2 separate regions of the Gossypium hirsutum genome follow, and region 1 is linked to region 2. Evidence: chromatin contacts called from public Hi-C data. All regions are on one chromosome and are shown on one strand. The core of a region is the stretch at or near the end of the contact, and the rest is flanking DNA. Distances in the headings are between cores, read along the strand shown. Region 1 holds the start of LOC107918064. Region 2 holds the start of LOC107918031.

Region 1 (6,591 bases), core at 2,324-4,823, 330 kb after region 2:
ATGCATTGTATTAGCACAGTGTCGTATTCGGTGGTTTTAAATGGCATGCCAGGGATGGTTTTTACTCCAAGAAGAGGCCTAAGGCAAGGGGACCCTTTAAGTCCCTTTCTATTCCTTTTATGCAGTGAAGGGCTGTCAACACTTTTAAGGCTTGCAACAGAGGAAGGAGTATTGAAAGGGATTAAGGCAAGTAGAAGGGGACCTCAAATTTCCTATCTCTTTTTTGCTGATGACTGTGTTTTATTTGGAGAAGTGACCGGCAAGGGTATTGCAACGTTTGAAAAGGTGCTCAAGGAATACGAAATTTGTTCTGGAAAATGTATTAATTATAGTAAGTCAACTGTGTTTTTTAGCTCAAATACCATTGAAAATGTTCGATCTACCATATCGAATCGTCTAGGACTGAAAAGGGCAAACAATTCTGAGAAATACCTAAGCCTACCGAATATGGTGGGAAGGAAGGAGCGTTTGGTATTCCAACATTTAAAGGATAGCCTAAAGTTAAAGATAGACAATTGGAGTACAAGATTATTATCGCAAGGCGGAAAAGAAGTGTTCATCAAAGCCGTTTTACAAGCAATCCCCACGTACACAATGGCATGATTTCTTTTGCCGAAATCATTATGTGAAGAAATGGAACAAATCATCGCAAAATTTTGGTGGCAAAAAGGTTATGGGAAACGAGGTATTCACTGGTGTTTATGGAGCAAATTATGCGAGTTAAAAAAGAGTGGCGGTCTCGGATTCCGCAATTTGGCAAAATTTAATTTGGCCCTTCTCGCAAAACAAGGCTGGAAATTAATTGACGATCCTAATTCCCTTTTGGCTAGAACGTTAAAAGTTAAATATTATCCGAATACTGATTTTTTAAATTCAGGTTTAGGTAATTTACCTTCCTATACCTGGAAAAGCATATGGGCAGCAAAGGGCCTCTTACTATCGGGATTGTGCTGGAGGGTGGGGAATGGCCATGACATTCGTATAGAAGAAGATGTTTAGGTCCCAAATGTGCCAGGTCTACTGATTAACAAAAAGGACAGAATGCAGAACATCATAATGGTTGCGGATCTTATTGACAGTAATATCAGAGCATGGAAAACAGAGTTGATTTGGAGTACCTTTTCGGAAGTTGATGTTCCAAAGATTCTGCAAATCCCTTTGGCCCAGCGTTCACAAAATGATCTTTTGATATGGAGGGGTGAAGCATCGGGTAAATATACTGTGCGTAGTGGTTACAAACTACTATTACAAGGCAATGATTACAATAGTAATGGTTACAGTTTGCCCGAAATTACAAAATGTTACAAGAAACTGTGGAACTGTAATCTCCCCTCAAAGGTACGTATTACAGTTTGGAGAGCCACTCTCAACTACCTCCCTACCCTAGTGAATTTAAGAATCAAAAGATTAACGAATAACGCCATCTGCCCGAGATGTAAGCAAGGGCTGGAAACTAGGGAACATATTTTTCGCGACTGTGCTGCTGCGAAGGAAATGTGGAAAAAATTAAATTATGTATGGTCACTCAAGTTATCGCATATGGACTATATGGAGTGGTTTACCTGGGTATTGTTGCACAGTAAAGAGAAAGAATGCTACATCTTTGTCTGCGCCATTTGGGCTATCTGGTCGAATAAGAATCAATGGGTACACGGAGGACATAAGAGAACTAGAACAGAAATAGCGCAGTTTGTAATACAGTATTTACAGGAATTACAAGATATGGAAAGAAAACACCATGCCAAATACTCAGTTTTAGATTCATGGAAGGCGCCGGAAAGCAGGTTCCTCAAAATCAATTTCGATGCTCCTTTTGATAAGGGGAAAAATATATCTTGTTCAAGGGTAATAGTCAAGAACTTTAAAGGTGATGTATTGGTTTCAAAATCGGTCATCCATGACAAGATTTCTTCAAGATTTGCAGCAGAAGCCTTAGCATGTTTGCAGGCGGTTATGGTGGGAAAAGAATTGGGGATAAAATATGTTATTTTCGAAGGCGACTCTCTGACAGTTATAAAAAAATGAACAAAAAAAAAGATAAATCGGTAATCGGCCCTTATATTGATGATATTCAAGAGCAGAAGGCGAATTTTTATGGATGCAAATTCCAGCATGCAAAAAGAGCAGCAAATAGAGCAGCACATAACCTAGCATCTGAAGGGTGAAAATGGGGGTGAATGCATACTTTGTTCATGAGCTTGTTACTCAAGTTCTCACCGATTCAGAAATTGATAGGGGATGGAGATGAAGGCCATCACTGAGTCAACACCATCTCCAGCAAATGAGAGAGTAGGAGAAAAAATTTTAGATCTCTATGACTGTTTGTTTCTCCAAGAGTTAGTCGATTGGGATGCAGATATTTTTCAAAGAACTATTTAGAAGTTGACAGCTCATAAGGCTGGGTTTTTCTTTTTTCCTTATGTTAGGCAATATTTTTCAGTTTTACTTTAGGTAACGTTGTTTTTTTTAAACTTTGTTTACTAGAGGCCCTAACCCTAGTTTGGAGCATGGCCTATGTTTGGTTCTTAGATCATAATATTTTTAATTATGCATAAATAAATACAACCCAGTATTCCTTCAAAAAAAATAAAAAGATGAATTAAAATAAAAAAAAACTAAAAACAATGTATTTATTAATTAAAAAAACTTGAAACAATATAAAATAAAAATTACAAATATGTTTAGAAAAGTGAAATTAAACATAGGTCTCAATGATAAAATCATTATTATTTATCCATTTAACTAATAAAGCTAATATGTTAAAAACATTCATTAAAAAAAAAGAGGAAGCTTAGAATAACATGAAATAAAAATTATAAATTTAACTGGGAGATAAATCAAACCTAAGACTCAATAACAACACCACCAACATTTAACCATCCAACTAAAGAAATTAATTATATTAAAAAAGTAAAAATTGCGCCTTAACTAGACGCGCTTTCCTACCAATTATGTAAAAGGCGACTTCCTGTTTCTCTCTCCTTAAAACTGTCTATTTCCCTAAATAAAATTAAAAATGGCCTAAAGGCCTAATTAAAAAAACAGCCCAATCAGCTAATTTAGCCTTTAAAAAAATATCATTTAATATTTAACAGAGTTAATATTTTTAAAGTTTTTACGGTTTTGTAAATGGATTATTTTGTTTAGAATTAAACTGCGATTCAAACAACTAACTTTCCAATATATTTTTATAATAGTATTACAATTTGAATTTATTTAATTCTTTTTAATAATATAGAGACTAAATTTAGTGGCGGAGCAAAGGGGGTTGGAAGGGGCCTGTCCCCCTATAGTGAAAATTTTTTCAATTTAGGTCCTTTATAATTTATAAAAATTTTAAATTAATAATAGTAAAATTATATTTTGACTCTTAAAAATAATAAAAATTTAATTTAAATCTTAAAAAATTATAAAGATATAAATTATTAACATAGTAAAATTATATTTTTACTATCGTAAAGATATGCAATTTAATTCCATCCCTGCAACAATTTCTAAACTGACTAAATTAATCCATTTAATATTACTATCTAACTTTTATAAAAAAATTATAACATATTTTGTCTGAAAATTAAGGTAACACATGTAAAATTTCCAAGGAGGCAAGGATTAGGTTGCAAGACTTGAAAGATACAATCAATCGCAGGAAGTCGGGCATACTTTTCGTTCACAGTTCCCTATAAAACGCTAGGGGAAAAGAAAATCAGACTTGCATTATTAATCTGTTTCAAGTTTGCTCCATAGATTGAATCAAATTCTCTGCAGTTTCTTTTTTTTTTCTTTTTAATTTCTTGAGCTGTGTGGAACGAAGAGAAGCTTAATTATTGCTTGGTAATTCGAGTGGAAGAGTTGAAGGAAGAGAGAATGTGGGGATTTGGGGGGAGATATTATTGGGGGAGAAAGGAAAGCGTGGAAAGAAGGAAAAATGGAGGAGGTATAGTTGTAGTGTTCGCTTGGATGTCCAGTCAAGAGAAGCACTTGAAGAACTATGTTCAACTTTACGCTTCTTTGGGTTGGGATTCTCTGGTTTGCCATTCAGAATTCTTAAACATGTATGGGGTTTTAAGCTAAATTTGGATTTGAATTTACTTTCAATTTAATCTTATTTCTTTGTTGGCTGGTGGATGCTTTTGACTTACTGTAGCACTTGATTTCCCGTGCTGTAAACTGGGTTTTCTTTTTTAATCTTATGGTAATATGGAAATGAGGGATATTGGTTGGAATTTATGCAGATTCTCATATGTCTTTGATTGATACTTTTGAACTGAGATTTTATGTGAATCTGCTAAAGGCTAACTGGGATTTTGATGTTTTGTAATCTGTGCAGGTTCTTCCCTGATAAGGCTGCTGCTTTAGCTCTTCATCTTCTTAAAGAACTTGTTCAGGTAATACTGAAAAAAATCTTAATTTTGTGTGTTGCAAGAGGTGTTAATTCTGGCCCTCTGAATGGGTAGAGGAGTATTTTTATCAATTCTCTCAAATTTCCCCCATTTTTCGGTTTCTCTTTTTGATTTTGTGCAGGAGCTAAAGATTAGGCCATGCCCTGTGGTCTTTGCATCTTTTTCCGGTGGCCCTAAGGCCTGTATGTACAAGGTTCTTCAGGTATTTCTTTCACAACTTTGAAAACCCATTGCTTTTTACCTTATATGTTTAATACTTGTTTCCGTTTGCTTGTGCTGATATAGCTTTATATTTGCTTGTCGCAGATGATCGAGGGATTGTGTGAAGTGCAAGTAAATCCAGTATGTTATACCTCTATTAAGATGCTAACCTTTTACTATCTTCTTAAATCATGCAATTGCAGTCAGTTTTTTAATTATTCTTTAGGGCTATTAGGTACCGATACGGGAAATCCTTGTTTATCTTTTCTATATGACAAAAAAAATCAACAAATGATGGTATAATGGCATTTGCTGAGAATTGTTTTACTTCCATTGAAGGATGATCTCCAACTGCTGAAGGAGTGCTTTTCGGGCCATGTTTTTGATTCTAGTCCTATGGATTTTACTAGTGACTTGGGTGCCCGATTTGTTGTTCACCCAACAGTTCTGCAAATGTCTCATCCACCACGAATAGCATCATGGATAGCAAATGGCATTGCTTCTGGTCTTGATGCTCTCTTCCTCAGCAGGTTTGAGTCCCATCGTGCTGAGTATTGGCAGACTCTATACGGTTCAATTGTAAGTGTACAATAAACACCGTTGTTCAATTTATTGTTTTCTTTTTTCTTGAAAAACAATTTAGTTCACTAATTACAAATCTTTTGCAGAGGATGGGGGCCCCGTATCTCATATTATGCTCCGAAACTGATGATCTTGCTCCTTATCAAATTATCTGCAATTTCGCTCAAAGATTACAACAACTTGGAGGTGATATAAAACTTGTGAAGTTCAATGGTTCGCCTCATGTAGGTTAGTTTTTAAACTTATGAGAAATTGCTCTTATTAGTACATGATCATACCACAGATAAAAGCTTTTAATGGGGTTCAGTGGTGATGTAAAACATATTTAGACTGAAAGAAAATAGATGGCACGACAGGGCCTTATATATAATACGGGTAGTCATTCATTCATCTTCAAGCGTTATGAAACATTAAGTTCTTGATTGCCTTACACAAGTCCCGACAGCAGTGGAGTTTAGTGTCTTTTCTTTACCAAAATGCTTAAATGAGGACAAAGAGATCAAAGGGACCACATGTTTATGCTGTACAATTGAAAGAAACATTTTCTGGTCCAGACCCATGTTTGCATGATAAAACAGGTTGCGTATTTATCTTCAACATAAACCTAGCTAATGCAGATGACTGTTTTAACTTCCTTTCATTTGTAGCAATAGTTATATTTTCTTGTATCTATAAATCAATCACATTGAAGTTTCGACATATCAACTTGTTCCAATTAATGGTCTTTGCAGGTCATTATCGGCATTATCCAGTTGATTACAAGGCCGCCGTGACTGAGCTTCTTCGTAAGTCAGCTGCCTTGTATTCCCGAAATATTCAACAATTTGAGGGTGAGCGAATTGGATCAGCAGGGGCACAGGATGAATTCTCTGAGCCGATCTCCAATATCAGCAAAATAGCCTTAAGCCCAAACAAGAACTTTCAGGGAACTTCTCTAGTGCAAAGCAGTAATTTCCTCTTGCCTAGTTCGATAGAATATTACGAAGGTAGAGATTTTGGGTCCTTGCAAGATGAGCAAAAGGAAGGTTTAATCCATTTGGCTCACCCTCCAAGCGTCAATCTCCACGGGGTTCTTGGTCAAATCCTTTTCGACGCATGTGTTCCGAAGAACGTTGAAGGCTGGGATCTAAAGTCATCAGATTTCTCAAGCAAACACCTGTATACTTCTCGGCGGAATTCCCATTTCAATCCAATCAAATGCATTCGAAGATCCAGGCTATAAACATATTCTGCTTTTCCAGCTTGAAGAAGGAATGCTTGCGAAGTGGGGCATAGAGCACAATGAAACTCCTAAAAGGATAAAAAAAAAGAAGGGGGCAATGTGTGATTTATTAAATTTCTGTTTTGTGGAACAATAAAAGGTTAATTCTATGTTTTGAGCTGTTAGACCTGTGTTCTAACATTAACT
Region 2 (6,735 bases), core at 3,255-5,754:
CTCCAATCGAATCACGATCAACATTTTTTCTAAGGGTTTTACAGATTGATCTTCAACACACAATTTTGGATCCAAATTCTCTTTCTCTCTTTTTTATTTTTTTTAGTTTTCAATTGAATGTTTAAAATTCAATTACGGAAATTCGCATCTAGTACGACCATGAACTAAGAACCCTAGGGAGATTAACGTGCGAAAGTGAGAGTGATTGGCTAAAGGTTTAGGATTTACTCCAAATTAGTTAGCATAGGTTAAGCAAAATTAAACCCTAGGATTGATGACCCTAGGAACTAACTTAGATAGATAAGGCCGAAAGGATAATCTACTGAGCACCACTTAATCTATCTCGATTTAAGCTATCATGTCGAAAGATAAGTAGGTTACATCGATCAAATAATTTAGTTATAAGTCAAAAGGTATTAACTAGGTTAACCGTTAGCTAATTTGTTAAAACTTGAATTTGAAGTTAATCATGAACACGGATACAAGTTAATCTTTTGTTTGCTCAAATTGATTGAAGTTATGTTGTTTATTTTAGTTTTGATTTTATGTTCTTTTATATCATCTTTTTATTATTTACTATCGTAATATAATTATTATTGATTACTATTTAGATTTAGTAGTGTGTGAATTGCAATTTAGTTTAGACAAACTTCCCTTGGGTACAATCTCCGTAATACTTCCTTGTGTTCTGTTGTAAACACTTTAAACTATATTGCTATTTGATCTGTATACTTGTAAATACTACCCTTCAATTCTTATATTTAATTTTAGATTTACAAGCCCAGGGCACGCACATCGGGACATGGTCATTCATGCATGAAATTGGTTTTGTTATCTTAGTGTTGTATAAAGAACTTGTTAAATGTGTTGGATGGTTAATTGGGGTTTTAAAACCAATTATTGTTGTCATATGATAGGTTGGAAACAATTGAAAATTGGAGTTGTGGTATTTTAACTAAGAAGTTGCAACGCCAACCATCCTTGTGTATATCTGACCATGGGTTGGGCCACCCATCCTATCCGAAAAGTGGGATAGTTTGAGCAAAAATATAGGCGCCAAAAATGGGCTTGGGCAAAAAAAAGGCCCGTTTTGTAAATGGTCCGGGCCTCAGGTAAGCTTTTTTTTTTACCGAACTCGTTGCAAAAAAATATTGTTGTTTCCACTGTTTTTGTGTTATTCTGCCATTGTTTTGCTATCATTTCGTTATTATATTATTACTATTTTGTTGTTATTGTTTGAATATTGTATAATTCTTATTTTATTGTTAATTTTGTTACTATTTTAGAGGCATTTGCTTGCTAAGTTGCACATATCTTAGTGTTATTTAAGCATAAATATTAAATACTTTTTAAATTTATTTTCAATTTATTGGTAAACATTTATTTTAATATTTTAGTGTATTTGATATTTTTTTAAAAAAAAATTATATAAAAAATTTAATACGGCCGGGCTGAGCTTGGGAAAAAATTTAGGCCTATTTTTCATTTCAAGTTGAGCCCAAGCTTAGAAAACGGATCTAAAATTATGTTGAGGCCCAACCCATGATCACTTCTATCCTCGTGCGACATCTCATGTTTGATGTCGTGACGTTGACTTTGTAATATTTTAAAAACTTTGCAATTTGGTCCTTAAGTTGGGGAGCCTACTTATTGTTTTGGGGGTCGCAACACCGCAACCCTGATGTTTTGACACCGGCTTGAAATATTTTGATAACTTTACAATTTAGTCCTTGTTTGACTTTAAGATAGTAATGAGCTTTTGTAAGCTCGTATATGACCCGAAAATGAATATGTATTGCATTATATGTATATAATATGTGTATCTGAATTTATAATGGTTGAATTTGTATATAATTGATCTTAGTTGCTCTGACAATGAATATGGCATCTTGTAATTCGAACTTGATGATCGGGTTAGGTATGGGGTGTTACAAATACTATTAATTTTTTAAAAAAAACAAAATTTAATACTATTTAAAAAGATTATTAGAAAGAACTTATATGAAAATTAAAATGGTCTCAAAACACATTTTAAGAATATTTTAAACGGTTTAAAAACCTCAAAACCCTAAAAATCAATAAAAATATATTTGGTATAATTACATGTTTTCTTTATATTTTTCTTAAGCAACTTGTTAGATTAAAGTAATAAATATTATTTGAGGAGTTAGGTTTTCTACAAAAAGAACTAAAAGTTAAAAGTAGTGCAGAATGATTAAAACTTATTCAAGTATTTATTTATAGAATAAAATAATTGTATCTTTTTATATTAATTTTATCATTTTTGTACAACAATATGCTTTAGCATTCCTAAAAACTATACCATATTTAGCAATGTTTTGCACTAAAATATGGGAATTTTGCTTACTTCACCTGTACCTATTAATTGGTTTAAAAATGAGAATCAATACCCTGCATAACCATGTATGTTTATTTACGCATTATTATAAGAGTAATGAAAAACTTCTATATAATTATATATGATACCAACTAATATACTTAAGTAACAAACTTTTTTTTTTAATTCCCTTCAAACCCTTTTTCTCCATTTATTGGGTTTTTAAATCCTAATATAAATAATATGCTTTAAAATATTTTAAATTTCTAACTATTTCATAAATAATTTTGCATATTTACCTATAATATATATACATATATAGATTTTGATAAATTCACATATTATAGCAGTTTTATCTTTTAAATTTTCTTCCTTATAATTAAAAGCATAAATTATATTTATATTATTATTATAAATATGTTATATTTCACAATTTTATAAACATAATTAATTCGTGCATTGCATGAATAAGAAAATTAGTATATATAATATTAAAAGGTAATATTTATAAAATGTAACAAACAATATACTCTGTTGACACGCGTGCATAATGTAAATTCATTATTCAATGGATTTCGTTTTTAGTTTCCTAAAAAATATTTATATTAATATAAAATGTTTATTTTTAAATATTAAATTAAAAAGACATGAAATAATTTATATAAATGATTACAAATTGTTGGGTGGAAATTAATATTTAAAAGATTTATTTAATAAAAAATTACTTTAAAAAAAAGTATTTGGTGCAATTAAAAAAGCTACAATATACTTTTTTAACGAGAGAATTCGAATTCGAACTTTATAAACAATTTTGTTAAAAGAGATAGTCACAAATTTTAAAAGGATAATCTCCCACAAATCGTAAAATAAAATAAATAATACCTTAATTTCGAAAAATCAAGCACACCAATTAGAATCCAATTATTCATAAACTAGCTTCAAATCAGTGGCAAAGCCTTGGTACCCTTAAAATAAAAAAATTTTTAATTAGGTTCTTTTATAGAAAATTTTTTAATTAGGTTCTTTTATAGTTTATAAAATTTTAAATTAGTAATGATAAAATTATATTTTGACCTCAAAAATGATAAAAATTTGATTTAATCCTTTCATAATTATAAAGATATAAACTATTAAAATTGTAAAGTTGCATTTTTTTATTAACATAAAATATAAAATTTAATTTCGACCCCCAAAAAATTTTCTAACTTCGTCCCTAAATTAAATTAACATTTCATTGCTTTCTAGATTACTAATTAAATACATTAATTATTACTTTAAAAAATAATTTCATTTTATCTAAATTATTATTCTTTAAATTTACAAAATTCTTATCAAATTATAATATTGCAAACTATTAAAAACATAATTAAATAAATTAATATAATATATTTAATTAAATGCATATTCTTAATTTATGCTAGAGGCGTTCATAGGTCAAGTTCGGATTGAGTTCATGCAAAGTATTTAGATTAATTTTTTAAGCTCGGGCCCAATCCAAAAAATAAGCTTACATTTTTGCCCAAACATAATTCAAGTTAAGAAAGATAAACCTAGACCGAACCTAACCCGTCCATATTTGGTTTTTTAGATTTGTTTTTATTTTAAAATAATTCTTGAAAAAATATAATACATTTAATGCACTAAAAATGTTAAAATAAAAGTTCTCTAACACATTAAAAATACATTAAAAATATTTATATAAGAAAACAATATAATAAATATAATAAATATTTTATTATTATAAAAACACAAATAAATATAATAAATATTTTATTGTATTAAATAAATTTTTAAAATTTTATATTTTAGGTTGAGTTATTTAGTTGGGTAAATATTTTTAAATTTTAGGTAATAGATTTAATTGTTATTGGGTTAATGATTATATATATAATTATTATTTAACATATATAATTAATATAATATTTTTATAACATAATTTATATTCGGGCCGAGTTAGTCTTCAGCAAAAATATATTGTTTAAGGCTTGACTCATATAAAAAAATAAAATTTAAAATTTTCTCAAATTTATTTTTTGAATTTCATATATTATCTAAATTCTTTTATTTTTTGAACCCAAATAAGTGGTAATTCTAATTCATAATGCATTAAAAAAAAACTAGTTATTATTTATATCTAATTCTTAATAGAAATAGGAAACGCGGTCAATTTCAGACCACCCATTAAACGTGAGTACGTGACCATGAAATCAGCGCCAACTTAGTACTCAGATTGGGCCCACAAGCCCATAACTGTCATTTCAATTTCAACCCCAGAAACGTGTTACGGAAACGTAGTTCAAAGCGAGCGAGTTGAGTGAGTGAGTGACTCATCTGATCGTCTACCATCCGGTACACACTAACCTAAACTCCGGTAAAGCAGCACCATAGGCAACCATCACCGATGATGAGCCGCCGTGTTTTCTCGTTTCTCTTCTTCTTCCTTTTCTCTCAGATCTTATCCTTCGCTTTCAATCCTCTCCAATCAAACAATCCTCAACTCCTACAGGTAAGAAAAAAAATCAAATTAATAGAAATAATTGATATTAAAGTTTCTTAATACTCATTAAATTTGTTTTTTCCCCTTCGGATCAGGATGTAATTGAGAAGATTGCTTTGAAGCAGAAATGGGAACCGGAAGGGCTTAATTTTTCAAAACTGGAATTGAGTAAGGTTAGATTCGGGACTGGCAAAAGATACGAGTTCCGGATCCGATTTGGAAAAACTCATATGCTCTTCAAATTTCCCGACGAAGTTTCTTCCTTGAAAAAGTTTACCAGACGAAATAGCGACGATTTTCTTGATTTTGTCAATGAAATTAATTCCTCGGCCGTACTCGAGCCTTTTACAATGGAAGGTCCCTTCGAGTTACGCCTCTCTCCCGGTCACCAAGCTTCCCTCCTCCTTCCGGTATGCTTCTCTTTTTTCCCTTTTATTTTAATTCCTCATCAATTACATAGAAAGGAGAGTTTTTTTTTTTGTTGGGGGGGGGTGGGGGGCTTAGTTAATCTTTAGAGATAGCTTAAAGTTATCTTAATCAATGTTTGATTTGAATTATGTGTTTAATTGGACCTTTGCAAATAATAGTTATCAATAGTAGTAGTCTGAAGCTTGGGTATTTGGTCATCAGCTGAACACATCACATACTGATCTGAAACGAGTCCTTGTTGGTCATGGCATCACTTTACAAGTAAATGGAGCTCAAGAGATCCATCTTTTCCATACTTTTAATTTCGGTTTACCGGCAAATGAAAATGGTGTCAAGGAGAAGAGTAGTGGATATTTGCCCTTCTCGCATTCGTTCTGTAGGTCCTTACTTCCTGTGCATGTTTTAGGGTCGGTGTCTCTTGCTGCCTTCCTAACTCGGAACCCTGATGCCCACATTGAAACTCATTTCCCATCCAAGGATACTATTGAGCTGCTGCCTGAAAAGTGTTATGGCAGTGATGGTTACACGAAACAACCTTGCCCCATAGATTCTATAAGTTTGAGGATAGCCAGGTTACAAAAAATCCTGAGGACATTTATAGGTGATAGAAACAATGAAAAGCAGTTTTTAGGTTCTCTTAATGTGAAAATTAAAGCATCACCTATCGTTCATTTCCAGTTAGAGTTGGAAAAGGAAATTGGGAACAATGAGAGTGTTCGCAGTATGTTAGCTGAATGGAGGACAAAGCCAACTGTTGAGAGACTATGGTTTGATGTAATGACAAGAGTTGAAGGAGACAAATTGAATCCCCTTACGTTAAAGAAGGTCCGGCCTTTTGTTAGTGTAGATACAGTCTCATGGAGTAATTTATTGTCAAACATTTCTTTTACAAAGTTCCCATCCATTCTTGTCCCTCCTGAGGCTCTGACATTGGGTGTCAAATGGTAGTGGAAAACCTTGTAAGATGTTTTTGTTTTCGGTGATATTTACAGATCAATGCTATACGCCATTATCTGTCTGTTGAATCTTCGGTTGATTTGTGTAACATATGCATGTCACTTATGTCGAACCCACCTTGGATTGGATTTGTAAATAATATTTACAAAAAGAAAAAAAGAAAAGGAAAAAAGGGAGTGATGAAAGAGCTTCCACTCATTTGCATTTGCTTTAGATCCTTCACTGTACGATAACAGCAGTGTTAGGATCTCTGTTTCTTGTTAACTTGTATCATAGGCTGGCCATGCTTCTAATTTTAGGCAAAGATGGACCTTCAACCTGTTTGTTTTGAGATTCTTCTCCTGCTCTTTCTTTCGATTACCTTGTATTTGTAAAAGTTAAGTCAAATCATGTTTTGTATTGGAGATTTTTATATTTCATGTCTCTAATACCTGATGAGTACCGTTCATTTAAAACTAATGCATTTTGGAAATCATTCTTCGACTCATAGGATGAACTTGTTCCCACTGCTTCC

What was found. Hi-C and Micro-C count contacts between places; a contact is called where the count stands out from the background.
Region 1: a contact with region 2 is called in a Hi-C map of leaf, with 2.1 times the contacts expected there. The contact joins the promoter of LOC107918064 here to the promoter of LOC107918031 in region 2. A contact is called at or near these places in 4 of 34 Hi-C or Micro-C datasets (leaf and petal).

The regions. Positions count from the first base shown.
Region 1 is chrA01:26,713,830-26,720,420 of Gossypium_hirsutum_v2.1, forward strand. LOC107918064 reads left to right here and starts at 3,574. Exons shown (of 7, transcript XM_016847567.2): 1 at 3,574-4,052; 2 at 4,328-4,385; 3 at 4,522-4,602; 4 at 4,707-4,742; 5 at 4,941-5,180; 6 at 5,270-5,411; 7 at 5,915-6,569. The coding sequence starts at 3,865. The coding sequence ends at 6,405. LOC107916582 reads right to left here and starts at 2,511. Exons shown (of 6, transcript XR_005922368.1): 1 at 2,218-2,511; 2 at 1,563-1,625; 3 at 1,119-1,480; 4 at 893-1,017.
Region 2 is chrA01:26,387,579-26,394,313 of Gossypium_hirsutum_v2.1, forward strand. LOC107918031 reads left to right here and starts at 4,505. Exons shown (of 3, transcript XM_016847524.2): 1 at 4,505-4,844; 2 at 4,931-5,245; 3 at 5,466-6,282. The coding sequence starts at 4,740. The coding sequence ends at 6,212.